Regions from separate parts of the Pan troglodytes genome. Here region 2 is linked to region 1. Evidence: chromatin contacts called from public HiChIP or PLAC-seq data. All regions are on one chromosome and are shown on one strand. Each heading gives the region's core, a stretch centred on a gene start, on an enhancer-like site or on the middle of the called end of the contact. The rest is flanking DNA. Distances are from core to core; before and after follow the strand shown.

Region 1 (6,063 bases), core at 771-3,270:
GAGCTGGGCAGCATGACTATTTGGGGCCATTTAACTTGCTGGAGGGCAGTGTTTACTCTCATTTGAGCGGAAAGCTGTGTTGCATAGACTGCAAACTCTGAAAAAATAAAATAAAAAAAACAACAACATGCCTTGGGATTTTAGTACTTTAAGGGAAAAAGTAAGTACATTTTCATAAACTCAATTATTACCATGGTGACACGAGGGTACAAGAGAAGGTCCTCTGGAGAACAGTTCCTGCTTCTAACTAGACAGCCTCTCAATAGAGCAGGGCGACTTCTGCAGTAACCATGACAACCAGAATTAGAAGTGCTGTTGCAACACTAACAGAAACCATCTTTTGAAGCGGTTCTGTGAATCACATTGAATACTGATGATGCAAGCTAGTGTGATACATACTTTTCAAACATTAAAAAAAATCTTATTACCATAAACAAATATTCACCTTAGATTCCTATTTGAAATCTTGACTTGGAATCACTTTTTTTCATCTGGTTTCGTTTGTTTCCCTTTTGGATTCCCGCGGCCTCAATTGCAAACGCGATTTGTGTAACTTCCAAACTTGTCAGAACTGCACGGGTAAGAGCTTAGAATGTGATTCATTCGCTCTTATTTTGAAACGGGATGAGGAATGGGGTGGGGGAGGGTGGGTAGACAGAGAGCCCTCTTGTCTACTGTACTCAGGAGGACTAAAACAGGCGAGGGAAGGGGAAAAGAGAGGAGAAAGGGAGAAAGGGAGGGAGGAGGAGAAGAGAAGGGGAGAGGAGGAGGAGGAAAGGAGGGAGGGAGAAGAGGGAAAAGGAGGGAAGGAGGGAAGGAAAAAACGAAAAGGAAAGAAGTGCTATAGTAGAATCTTTGCTGCCCATGTTACCTATTGCCTTGACTTCTCCATCTGCCAAGATGTGTCAAGCACGCAGAAGCTGGCTGGAATCGATATTTTAAAGACCCGGTTGCGATCTTTTCCTGGTCGTATCAAGGAGTCCTGGAGCTTCTAATATTCCTGGAGGGATATCCAGGAAGAGGAAAAGAGGCTCTTCCTTACTTCGTGCGGTCTTCCAACAGAAGCACCTTTCGCTGGGGAGCGTCGCGGCGTGGGGTGCAATGGAAGGTTTTGTTCTCCTGGGCCACATGCGTTAGATGTCAGTTCCCTCCACCAGCAGCACCGGCCGGCGCGCGTGGGGAGGTCACGCCGGTCCTCTGCCCTTGTAACAAACTCTCCAGATTTGGTCTGGTGCCTTAGGGCTCTGGTCCAGCGCACCCGCTGTGCGCAACGCTAGGCGCTAAGCTGCCCTCCTCGGCTCACGTGTGGACGCGCACGCAGACACGAGTGTCCACACCATACAGAGACATGGGTGCACACACGCGCGCACATAGACATGGGCGCCGCACATGACACGGGCACCACACATGACACGGGCACACACGCGCGAGCACGCTCTCGCCCTGGCTCTAATGCCCCCTCCTCTCGCGTGCGGATCGGCCTGGGCAGGTGTGGGGGTACGCCCCAGAAAGCGCCTAACCTTCTTCTGACCCCACTTCGCAGACACCCCGTGGCAGGGCTTCCTTTCTCCCTTGGGTCGCGGGGAGGAGAGGCGCCTCCTCCTCAGCCACCCAGGTCTGCAGCCTAGCAGAGGAAGGGTGGCGGGGTGGGGGTGCTGGCGGCGAGTCCCCCAGCCCCTCGCTTACCTTCGTGGCGAGGCCAGCTCTTGGGCTTCGCTGCACGGCGCCAGGCTAGGCGCGCTGGGTGGTTGCCTCTGGAGCAGGAGCGGTCGGTGTGTGGATGTCCCGAGGTGAGGGCGCCGCTGTCGCGCTTGAGGCTCCCGGAGCTGTCAGGGGCGGCCGACCTGACCGGCAGCGGCCCAGGGCAAACCCCGCCCTCCAGCCTAGGCCGGCTCCGCAGCGGGGACCGAGACGCCCCACAGCGTTTCCTGAAGGACCAATCCGGAGCGAGGGGCTGGCCTGGGGAAGGAGGGACGGGGGGCCTGTAGTGCACCCGGACGCCGGCCTGGACCTCGTAAGCTGGTTTCTATGGCAGCCAGGAGGGAGGGGCGAGAGGGAGGGGACGCGCGGCGCAGGGACACCCAGTGCAGTCGCTCGGGGAGGGGGGTAATTGGGCCTGACGCAAAGAGGACCCCTTCTAGAGTCTGGATGGGAGCAGGTACACCGCCGAAAGCGGGCTGACACAGCTCCCACCGACGTACGCCTCGTGCCGAGCGGTTCCAGCGCTTCAGCAAGGGTTTCCATGTCCTTGGGAGACCGTGACCCAGTAATCCTCCCAACAGAAAGGGGGTTTCCAGCAAACCACCGTGACAGCTCCTCCGGGTGAGTCGGGCAGGGTTTAGGTTCTGCGGAAAGAAGTGCTAATGTCACCCTCTGCCTGGATTCCTGGCATACATCGGTTCCCCTGGTGCCACTTTGTCACTGGCTCCCTAATCTCCTGCTAGGGAGATACTCTCGGCTGTGACCCTCAGATGCCAAAGATTATTTTTCTATTTTATAAACTAGAAATACTGTCACTGGATTGAACGTAGAGTTGGAAATGGGATTCGCAAAATACTAAATAAAACATACCGGTTATTTACTGAAGTTTAAGCCCTTCCTTTTACAGAGACAGAAAAAAAAAAAACTGAGTTCAGAGGTGTCAGTTAACTTAGCAAGGGTCACACAACTGATTAATGGCAGAGCCAGGACTAGACACCCTAAGTCATAGTTCTGCGAGCATTCTTTCTACTTCCTCCTGCTCTCCATCCTGTATTGATTGCCAGAGCAATATTTCCAAGAGCAAAACTGTTAAGTAGCAACATAACCCATGTCTACAATTCTTTTATGGTAGAAACTAGGGAACCCCAAAATTCCTTTTTTGCTATTTGCCAGGCATTGTAATAAACTCTTTTACAAAGAGTAACTGATTAAATCCTCATGATAATCTATGGGTTAGGTACTGTTACTGTCATCCTTGTTTTGATAGATGAAGAAACTGAAGCCCAGAGAGGTTATAGGATTTGATCAAGATCACACAACTGTTGAATGCTGGCTCTGGGACTCTAACCCAGTTTGTTTGACTCCAGAGTTGGTGTTCTTCATTACTTTGTCTCTGCTGCCTGTTTGTGTGATGATTAAAGGGGTCAGGAACGGGAAGGGCAAGAAATAAAAACCTTGGACAGCTCCATGCACTGACGGTTGAGATTGGAAAGAAAATTGAAAGAACCTGAAACAACTGCTTCCTTGGCTTCTGAGAGTGGTCATCTATTTATGTAGAACAAGGGTTCTCTCGAGAATATTTGTTTTTAAAGAGACATCCCCTCCTCAAAAGACAAGAGGTTTGTTTTTTTTTTAAGAGTAATCTTTAAAATAGTACATGCCATCAGTCTATTTTCTTTCTAATGCAATAAAATGCAGGGAGAAACTCTACATATTTTTAAAGATATAAAAGACCCTTGAATTCAAATACACAGAATAAAATTTCATAGAGAAATTGCCTAGAAACCAAGAGCCTCAAACACCCAATCTGACAGAAGCTCTCTGTGACATAGATCCTCACCATCACACCCCAAAGAGCATGCACAAGGCAGAGGCGATGATAGGTTCTAGTAGCTTAAAAGGTTACTGAACACTTTAGGCTAATACCATCACATTGGGAGTTAAAATTTCAATATATGAATTGGGAGATACAAAAATTTAGTCCATAACAGAACCCTTCCCAACTTTTATCTTTCTTTCAGGAATCTCTATTTTATACTATGTGTGTCAGACCTTCTCATTCTATTTCATGTCTTTTCTCAGATTCTCTAGATTTTTAACATTTTGTGCTACATTCTAGGTAATTTCTTCAGATCTACCTTCTGTTCATGAATTTTCTCTTGCACTAACCTGCACACTGACTTTATGATAATGCAAATATAATTAAATCAAGAGGTTTGAGAGTGCCGATTTCAGTATCTTTCACAGCAGGGGTGAATTGATAGCTTAAAATTGAATCACTTATTTACAACAACTAGTATTATTAAAATCCCTTTTTTCTTAACTTTATAGGAAACTTGTAAGAACTAATATTTCTTGTAAAAAAACCTTTTTCTGAGGTTTAGCAACTTTTTCTGCTTTCCTTCTTATTTCTGTTAAATCCAATAAAAATTAAACTGAAAGGCCGGGCGCGGTGGCTCACGCCTGTAATCCCAGCACTTTGGGAGGCCGAGGCGGGCGGATCACGAGGTCAGGAGATGGAGACCATCCTGGCTAACACGGTGAAACCCCGTCTCTACTAAAAATACAAAAAAAATTAGCCGGGCATGGTGGCAGGTGCCTGTAGTCCAGCAACTCAGGAGGCTGAGGCAGGAGAATGGCGTGAACCCGGGAGGCGGAGCTTGCAGTGAGCCGAGATCGCGCCACTGCACTCCAGCCTGGGCTACAGAGCGAGACTCTGTCTCCAAAAAAAAAAAAAAAAAAAAAAAAAAAAAAAAAAAAAAAAAAAAAAAAAAAAAATTAAACTGAAAGAATTAAAACTAGCATGGTGACTCTGTTTTTATTTTTATTTATTTTATTTATTTATATATATATTTTTTGACGTGGAGTCTCACTCTGTCGCCCTGGCTGGAGTGCAGTGGCGTGATCTCGGCTCACTGTAACTTCTGCCTCCCAGGTTCAAGATATTCTCCTATCTCAGCCTCCCGAATAGCTAGGACTACAGGTGCATGCCACCACGCCCAGCTAATTTGTTCGTTTGTTTGTTTTTGTTTTTGTTTTGTTTTGTTTTTGAGACTGAGTCTTGCTCAGTTGCCCAGGCTGGAGTGCAGTGGCGCGATCTCGGCTCACTGCAAGCTCCGCCTCCCGGGTTCACGCCATTCTCCTGCCTCAGCCTCCTGAGTAGCTGGAACTACAGGTGCCCGCCACCACGCCTGGCTAATTTTTTGTATTTTTAGTAGAGACGGGGTTTCACCGTGGTCTTGATCTCCTGACCTCGAGATCCGCCCACCTCGGCCTCCCAAAGTGCTGGGATTACAGGTGTAAACCACCGCACCAGGCCTAATTTTTGTATTTTCACTGGAGACGGGGTTTCACCATGTTGGGCAGGATGGTCTCGATCTCCTGACCTCGTGATCCACCCGCCTTGGCCCCGCAAAGTGCTGGGATTACAGGCGTGAGCCACCGCGCCCAGCCCAATTTTTGTATTTTCAGTAGAGATGGTGTTTCACCATATTGGTCAGGCTGGTTTCAAACTCCTGACCTCAGGTGATCCACCCGCCTCAGCCTTCCAAAATGCTGGGGTTGCAGGCATGACAACAGGTGTGATATCTCATGTCTAAGATTCCAAGCTATTGGATCTTCATTTGTGTGTGCATATACATGTTTAGATGTGTTTATTTGTATGTACACTTATTGTTATATGTTGTATCTACCAAAATTGGCTTCTAAGTAAAAGAGCACTCATAAATTAAGTAAAGAAGCCTAAGCAATTTTGAAGTTCACATGACTTAAGTATAACTTAACTAAATAAGCTAGTTTTGTGTGTGTGTGTGTGTGTGTGTGTGTGTGTGTGTGTGTGTGTTTGTCTTTGTTTTTTGAGACGGAGTCTTGCTCTGTCACCCAGGCTGGAGTGCAGTGGCGCTATCTCGGCTCACTGCAAGATCCGCTTCCCGGGTTCACGCCATTCTCCTGCCTCAGCCTCCCGAGTAGCTGGGACTACAGGCGCCCGCCAGCACGCCCGGCTAATTTTTTGTATTTTTAGTAGAGACGGGGTTTCACCGTGTTAGCCAGGATGGCCTCCATCTCCTGACCTCGTGATCCACCTGCCTCAGCCTCCCAAAGTGCTGGGATTACAGGCGTGAGCCGCCGCGCCCAGCCCTTTTTTTTTTTTAATACTTTAAGTGCTAGGGTACATGTGCATAACATGCAGGTTTGTTACATATGTATACATGTGCCATGTTGGTGTGCTGCACCCATTAACTCGTCATTTACATTAGGTATATCTCCTGATGCTATCCCTCCCCCCTCCCCCCACCCCACTACAGGCCCCGGTGTGTGATGTTCCCCACCCTGTGTCCAGGTGTTCTCATTGTTCAATTCCCA
Region 2 (6,396 bases), core at 3,611-6,110, 72 kb after region 1:
CCAGGCTGGAGTGCAATGGCGTGACTCAGCTCGCTACAACCTCCGCCTCCTGGGTTCAAGCGATTCTCCTGCCTCGGCCTTCCTGAGTAGCTGGGATTACAGGTGCCCACCACCACGCCCGGCTAATTTTATATTTTTAGTAGAGACAGGGTTTCACCATGTTGGGTCAGGCTGGTCTCAACCTCTCAACCTCAGGTGATCCGCCTGCCTCGGCCTCCCAAAGTGCTGGGATTACAGGCGTGAGCCACCGCATCCGGCCAGGCCACTTATTTTTTAAGACTTAAAAATTCTGCTCAGACTTGGCCAGTCGTGGTCTCACGCCTGTAATCCCAGCACTTTGGGAGGAAGAGGCGGGTGGATCACCTGTGGTGGGGAATTTGAGAACAGCCTGATCACGCCATTGCACTCCAGCCTGGGTAACAAGAGCTAAAATCTATCTCCAAAAAAAAGAAAAAAAAAATTCTGCTCAGACTCAAAACTCCTCTTTGAAATCTTTCCTCTCTAAGGAAGACCAAACCACTCATTCTCCCTCTTCAGTGATACCATTTCACAGTAATAGTCTTTGTAATACTTTTTGCACTCATTTATTTGCCTGTTGCTCACCTGCTATGAAATTTTCCGACTTCTTTAAGGGACATGTTATTCATTAATTCATCATCTCCTGGGTCTAACATAGTACATGATATATTATAGATATTCAATATGATAAACTGACTTTTTTTTTTTTTTTTTTTTGAGACAGGGCCTTGCTCTGTCGCCCAGGCTACAATACAATGCAGTGGCAAAATCATGGCTCACTGCAGCTTTGACCTCCTGGGCCCCAGCAATCCTACCGCCTCAGCCTCCTGAATAGCTGGGACCACAGGCATGTGCCATCAGACTCAGCTAATAATTTTTTAAATTTTTTGTAAAGAAGAGGTCTCCCTAATGTTTCTTAGACTGGACCCTGTTTATCAAGCTTTGACAATGCACCAAATATCATGCCATGCACTCTGCATGTTATCGCAATTAGTCTTTATAATCCTATGAACCCACTTTTCAGATGAGGAGAAAAGTATGCAATTGAGGTAAAGTAATCCGCCTGGGGTCACATATTTAATAAACCTCAGGTGTGAATGAATTCATGGAGGCTTGCTTTGTAGTAGAAACCACTATCATCTGGGCAGTTAGATTCTCACTTTATTAAGTTTTGTGGATTTTCATACTTATGTCTCTGTCCTGATTATAGATATTAAAAGATACTCTAGCTGTAAATATATCAGCTATAATGCTAAACTGGAATATACCAAAATTAAAGAATATTCTTAACTCTTTTTTGTTTTCTTTACTCCCCTAGGCATCAAAGGGAAAAAAGGAATGTTTCTAGGCAACCCATTCAGAACAAAGAATACGTACACAATGAAATAGATATAAAACCAAAACCCAAGAACCCTAAAAGAAGCTAAAATTCTGTAACTACGTAGGCAAACATTTATTTCCTGCTGTTTTAGATTTTGATGCTGGTGGTAGGGGAGGAGTTACTGCAGTAGCAGAAGAAAAAGCATGGTAATTAATAGCACAAACTTAATTCCTTGCTAGTTGGACAACCCTGGGCAAGTAACCTTTTAGAGTCTGTTTCCTGAAGTGTAAATTATTACAAATAACACCACTTCCCTTTTTGAAAAGAAAAGAAAAGAAAAGACAGGGTCTATGTTGCCCCAGGCTGGCCTCGAACTCCTGGGCTCAAGCAATCCTCCTGCCTCAGCCTCCCAAGTAGCTGGGACTACAAGCACAAGCCATCCTGCCCAACATCAAACGATTGCTGTGAGCCTCAGACAATACACAAAACCACATATCACAACGCCTGGCACTTGACAGGTTATTATTAGAAAAATGTCTAGAAAGTACAAAAATCACTTTTTGCTTCAAGGTAACAGGTATTGATCCATCCCATTGTAGAGCCAGAATTTCCTCTAAATGCTACTTCAGTTCATTTTTCCTAGCTTTCCCCCTATTATGGCAGCCCACTTCACACTGCATGTCATCTGTACCTCTGCTAATACATCACTACTTCTGCTATAGAGTACAGTAAAAGCTTCTACTGTAACCTGCAGCATCTCCAGCAGTCTGAAACATAAGCCCACTGAACAAAGATAGTAATTCACGTTTAATACTTGTTTTCAAAAAACAATGACCACCAGTTTCCACAATGGAAAAGACCAACATCTACCATCTAAGTTTTTCCTGGCACATCATTCAACCAAGCACTTCACTGAAAGTAAGACTTCTCAGGTATCAAAAGAACAATTTATCTACCTTTACCTACAGGAACTACTGATGCCTATTTCCTATGGTGTCTTGATAAACTGTCTAAAACTGCTTCACCAATTGTTTGCTAAGTATTGTATTTAAAACAAGCATTTAAATAAAATGGCTTCTTTGATTTATTAAATAAAACAACAACAAGAATCATTTACCTTCTATCTCCACCAACGGTTCTTGGGTAAACTCCTGAAAGAATTTGTAGAAGAACTTACTACAAGCAGCCAAAACAGCCTTGTGAGCCTTAAAATGGTGTCCTAGGTAAAATAAAAAAAGAAAATCATACACAAGCACGAAAATCAAATGTATAACTACAAAATAGACTTAAAAATCATATAAAGCAAAATAGGTCTTCCTTCATTACATAACTACAGAAATTATTGAACTAAATGCAGAATATTCTTGGCAGCTATCTTGGCAAATGTTAATCTCAATTAGATATAAAGCTAAATCTTCACTTCAAACCCCTTTAGTTTTATAAAGGCTAATTTACAACACTAGGTAAGGAGCCTCTTGACACTTTGTTGTTTCCAATTAAGTAGTGAGAAGCATATCCAACTCAGTTGAAACTGCTAAATAAAAGGACAACCCAAAAGGTCACATATCATTTGGAAAGAGAGAAAAAAACCATAAGCACAAAGCTACATATGTCTGCTATGAAAAACATTTTAATATGCCTAATATTTGGAAGCTCCATCTATGGTAGACCCATAATTTTAAAAACAGGTTACCTTGAGAAACCTATTTTCGCTAAACAGAAAACATACCCACGCTGGATTTCCTTCCATTATAGAGGCAACTCCTAAGCCTGGTAAAGACCCCATTTTATTTTGGAGATTCTCAAAGGGGGTATGAGTGCTGCAAAGGAATCTCTCTCATTCTCCCTTCAAGACCATTTGGGAAACTAGAAAAAAAATCAACACTTCCCAAATGACTCCTCTAAGGGACTTCTCAAAGCTTACCAACAAGAGGCTATCAACCAAACATTTTGAGACAATCTGTCCCCAACGACATCATCTTGCACTCAACAGGATGTAAGAAGTTAAAATGAGATGAACACCAGACTACGTGGAAGGCATGACTGACCAACCAGCCTTCTGCAGCACGCTGTGTGAGTAGACACTGACAAGTGCAATCTGGTCCCAGTGCACGCACTCTGCAGACTTTGGTAGGGAGACCATAGAGGATGGGTTTAAAAAAAAAAAAAAAAAAAAAAAAGGCGGGTGTCCGAAGGACAGAAAAAAACTGAAGCCAAAAATTCGCTCCTCTGCCCACTGCCCTACCCACCGTCGACAATTAGGGTGATGTCAGTAAACCGGTCCTGCTCTCGCTGTTCATTCAATCGGTCGAGGATCATTTTATGATGTTCAGGGAACTCCTGAAGGCATTCCATCGTCTCTTCAGCCTCCATGGCCGTCGGGCTGCTCTACAAAAGAGCATGATAATGTACACCCATGAGCTCGAGCCGAGGAACAAAACCCCTAAAGCATAAAACAACAACAAAAAAACCCAGCAACGTGAAAAGAAGGGGGGAGGGTGAAGCAAGAGGAGAGAAAGACGAGGGAAGAAAGGCGAGCCGAGCGGCCCCGGCGCGTTAAGACCGGAGCCGCGGCCGCGGGACTCCGAGCCTGACCTAATTGGAGTCGGGAGACGCGAGCTAGAGCGGGGTGGGCACAGCGCCGGAGGTTCCGAGCGCCAGGGCGCGCAAGTCCAACAAGGGAGGGGACTCGACAGCCGTGGCGGTCCTCTAACGGCCCGCCAAGCCCTTCTGCCCGGCCGGGGCTCCCACCGCCCCGGGACCCGGTCCGGCCCGCGACCCACAACGACTCTCGGGTCGCCTCTCCCTCCCCCGCCCTCCCTCTTCTCCCCCGCCCCGACCGGGCCGGCACTCACTGAGGGAAGGAGGAGCGGCCCAGGCTTGCGCGTCACTTACGTCGACGCACACCGTCACCGCGTCGAGCTCCGGCTGACGCGGACGCCTTCCGGGCGCCGACCAGCAAGGGAACGGGCCACGCCCCTACCCACACCCCTCAGTGGATGGGCGGGGCCGAGCGCGGGGATTTGGCGCTCACGAAGGGCGAGAGCTTGCTCTCTGAGAAGAAACCGGGCAGCGGTGGGCTTGGGCTAGTGCAGGGCCTGGCAGGGCCAGAAGCTGGGAACCTAAGTCGTTGCCCTTCAACCTCTCACCCTCCCCAGCTTGACTCCAGGGGCGGACACTTCCCGACCCGAGCCCGGAATGAACTCGCCAACCGTCCTCACAGCCCAGCTACTGCGCGGCCCCTCCCGCCCCGTCCTGCCCCGCCCCCTTCCTTCCGAGACCTGGGTTGGCCCGCCTTACCTAGCTCGTGGGTCGCCCTCCTTCCTCTCCGTCCCTCAGAGCCTCTTGTTCCGTGCTTTCCCCTCCCAGGGCATAATGCGCCCCACGCCGTTCCTGACCCCTAACCCGTGGGTCGCCCTCCATTTTCTTCGTGAGAGCCGGGGCTCCCCTTCTGCTCGGGCCCCGCTGGCGCACGTGCGTTCGGTTGGGCACTCGGGCGGCCGCGGCCCCGGCAGCGGCAGCGACGGGCGCGAGCACGTTCGGGCCGCCCGGAATCTTCCTCCGCGAAGCGCGCCCTCCCCGCGCCCTGCCGCAGCACGTGCTTGCTGGGCTCAGGACCGGGAGCTGCTCAGAATTATTTACACCGGATCCCGTTAGTGCAGGCCTTCCCCACTCCTTTAAAGAGTCCAGGCCGGCGCGGTGGCTCGTGCCTGTAATCGCAACACTTTGAGAGGCCTGGGCGGGTGGATCACATGAGGTCAGGAGTTCGAAACCAGCCTGGGCAACATGGCGAAACCCCGTCTCTACTAAAAATACAAAAATTAGCGGGGAATGGTGGTGGGCGCCTGTAATCCCAGCTATTCGGGAGGCTGAGGCAGGAGAATAGCTTGAAGCGGGGAGGTGGAGGTTGTAGTGAGCTGAGGTAGTGCCACTGCATTCCAGCCTGGGCGACAGAGCGAGACTCCGTCTCAAAAAAAAAAAAAAAAAAAAAAGTCCAGTGACCCACAGTCAGCTGCATGTGACTGCTTCCTTAATTCCTCCAAAGAAATATTATATATAAATACATTTTGAGGATAATTCTATAATTGAGATTTACTTATTTTTTTCTCTCAAAGAACTTGAGAATTGGGATTACGGAGGAACTCAAATAGCTATATGGTAATAATGTAATCATAACTTCAACAGATATGTATTGAGAATCCTAGTACTAGACACTGAGAAGTCCAGCTGTGAACAAGGTATATGTGGTTTCTGCCTTTCTGAATCTTAAGTCTAGTAGACTGCATAGATATTTTGAACAGTAATTGCCTCGGTGCTTACTGATGAGTTTTGCAACACCTGAACAAGTAACTGGGTGTCAAGGAAAGCCAGTTGACCTGTAAGAAGAGATGTGGGCGGGCGCGGTGGCTCACGCTTGTAATCCCAGCACTTTGGGAGGCCGAGTTGGGGAGGAGGAGTTCAGCCCAGGAGTTTGAGGCCAGCCTGGGCACATAGCGAGACCCCATCTGTATTAAAACAAAAAATGTTTTTAAGTGATGTGAAGTCTAAGTGTTCTTAGCCAACAGTATAGCACATGCAAAGGCACCAAGATTATAGCATTCAGGAAACTGAAACAAAATGTTGCTGGATAGACGCACAAGGGTGCCTTATAAAAAGTGTTGAAGATGTCAGATTTTCTTTTTGCAAGGGGAAGCCTTGCCGCATGGTGACATCCTAAGATTTACTTTTTAAAGAGATAATTCTAGCCCCAATATGGAGAACAGATTAAATGGGACAAGCTGCTAGGAATAGAGATCAACTGGGAGACTGTTAGTAATGTGGATGAAACCATGGGGGGAAATGGAATTAGAGAGCTGGTCAGAATCTAGAGATAGGCTGGGCGCAGTGGTTCAGGCCTGTAATCCCATCACTTTGGGAGGCCCAGTCGGGGAGGATCGCTGGAACCCAGGTGTTCAAGACCAGCCTGGGTGACATGGTGAAACATCGTCTCTACAAAATACAAAAAAATTAGTGATGGTGTGCACCTATTGTTTCAGCTACTTGGAAGACTGGGGTGG

Evidence for each region. HiChIP or PLAC-seq counts read pairs in DNA pulled down with a chosen protein or histone mark.
Region 2: an H3K4me3 HiChIP or PLAC-seq map of stem cell-derived excitatory neurons shows a contact between it and region 1, with 4 times the contacts expected there. The contact joins the promoter of ZNF131 here to the promoter of NIM1K in region 1.

What each region holds. Positions count from the first base shown.
Region 1 is chr4:69,602,287-69,608,349 of NHGRI_mPanTro3-v2.0_pri, forward strand. It overlaps NIM1K (NIM1 serine/threonine protein kinase), which reads right to left and starts at 2,021. Exons shown (of 4, transcript XM_526936.7): 1 at 1,687-2,021.
Region 2 is chr4:69,671,162-69,677,557 of NHGRI_mPanTro3-v2.0_pri, forward strand. It overlaps ZNF131 (zinc finger protein 131), which reads right to left and starts at 4,861. Exons shown (of 7, transcript XM_009449220.5): 1 at 4,640-4,861; 2 at 3,589-3,727; 3 at 2,457-2,558. The coding sequence starts at 3,712.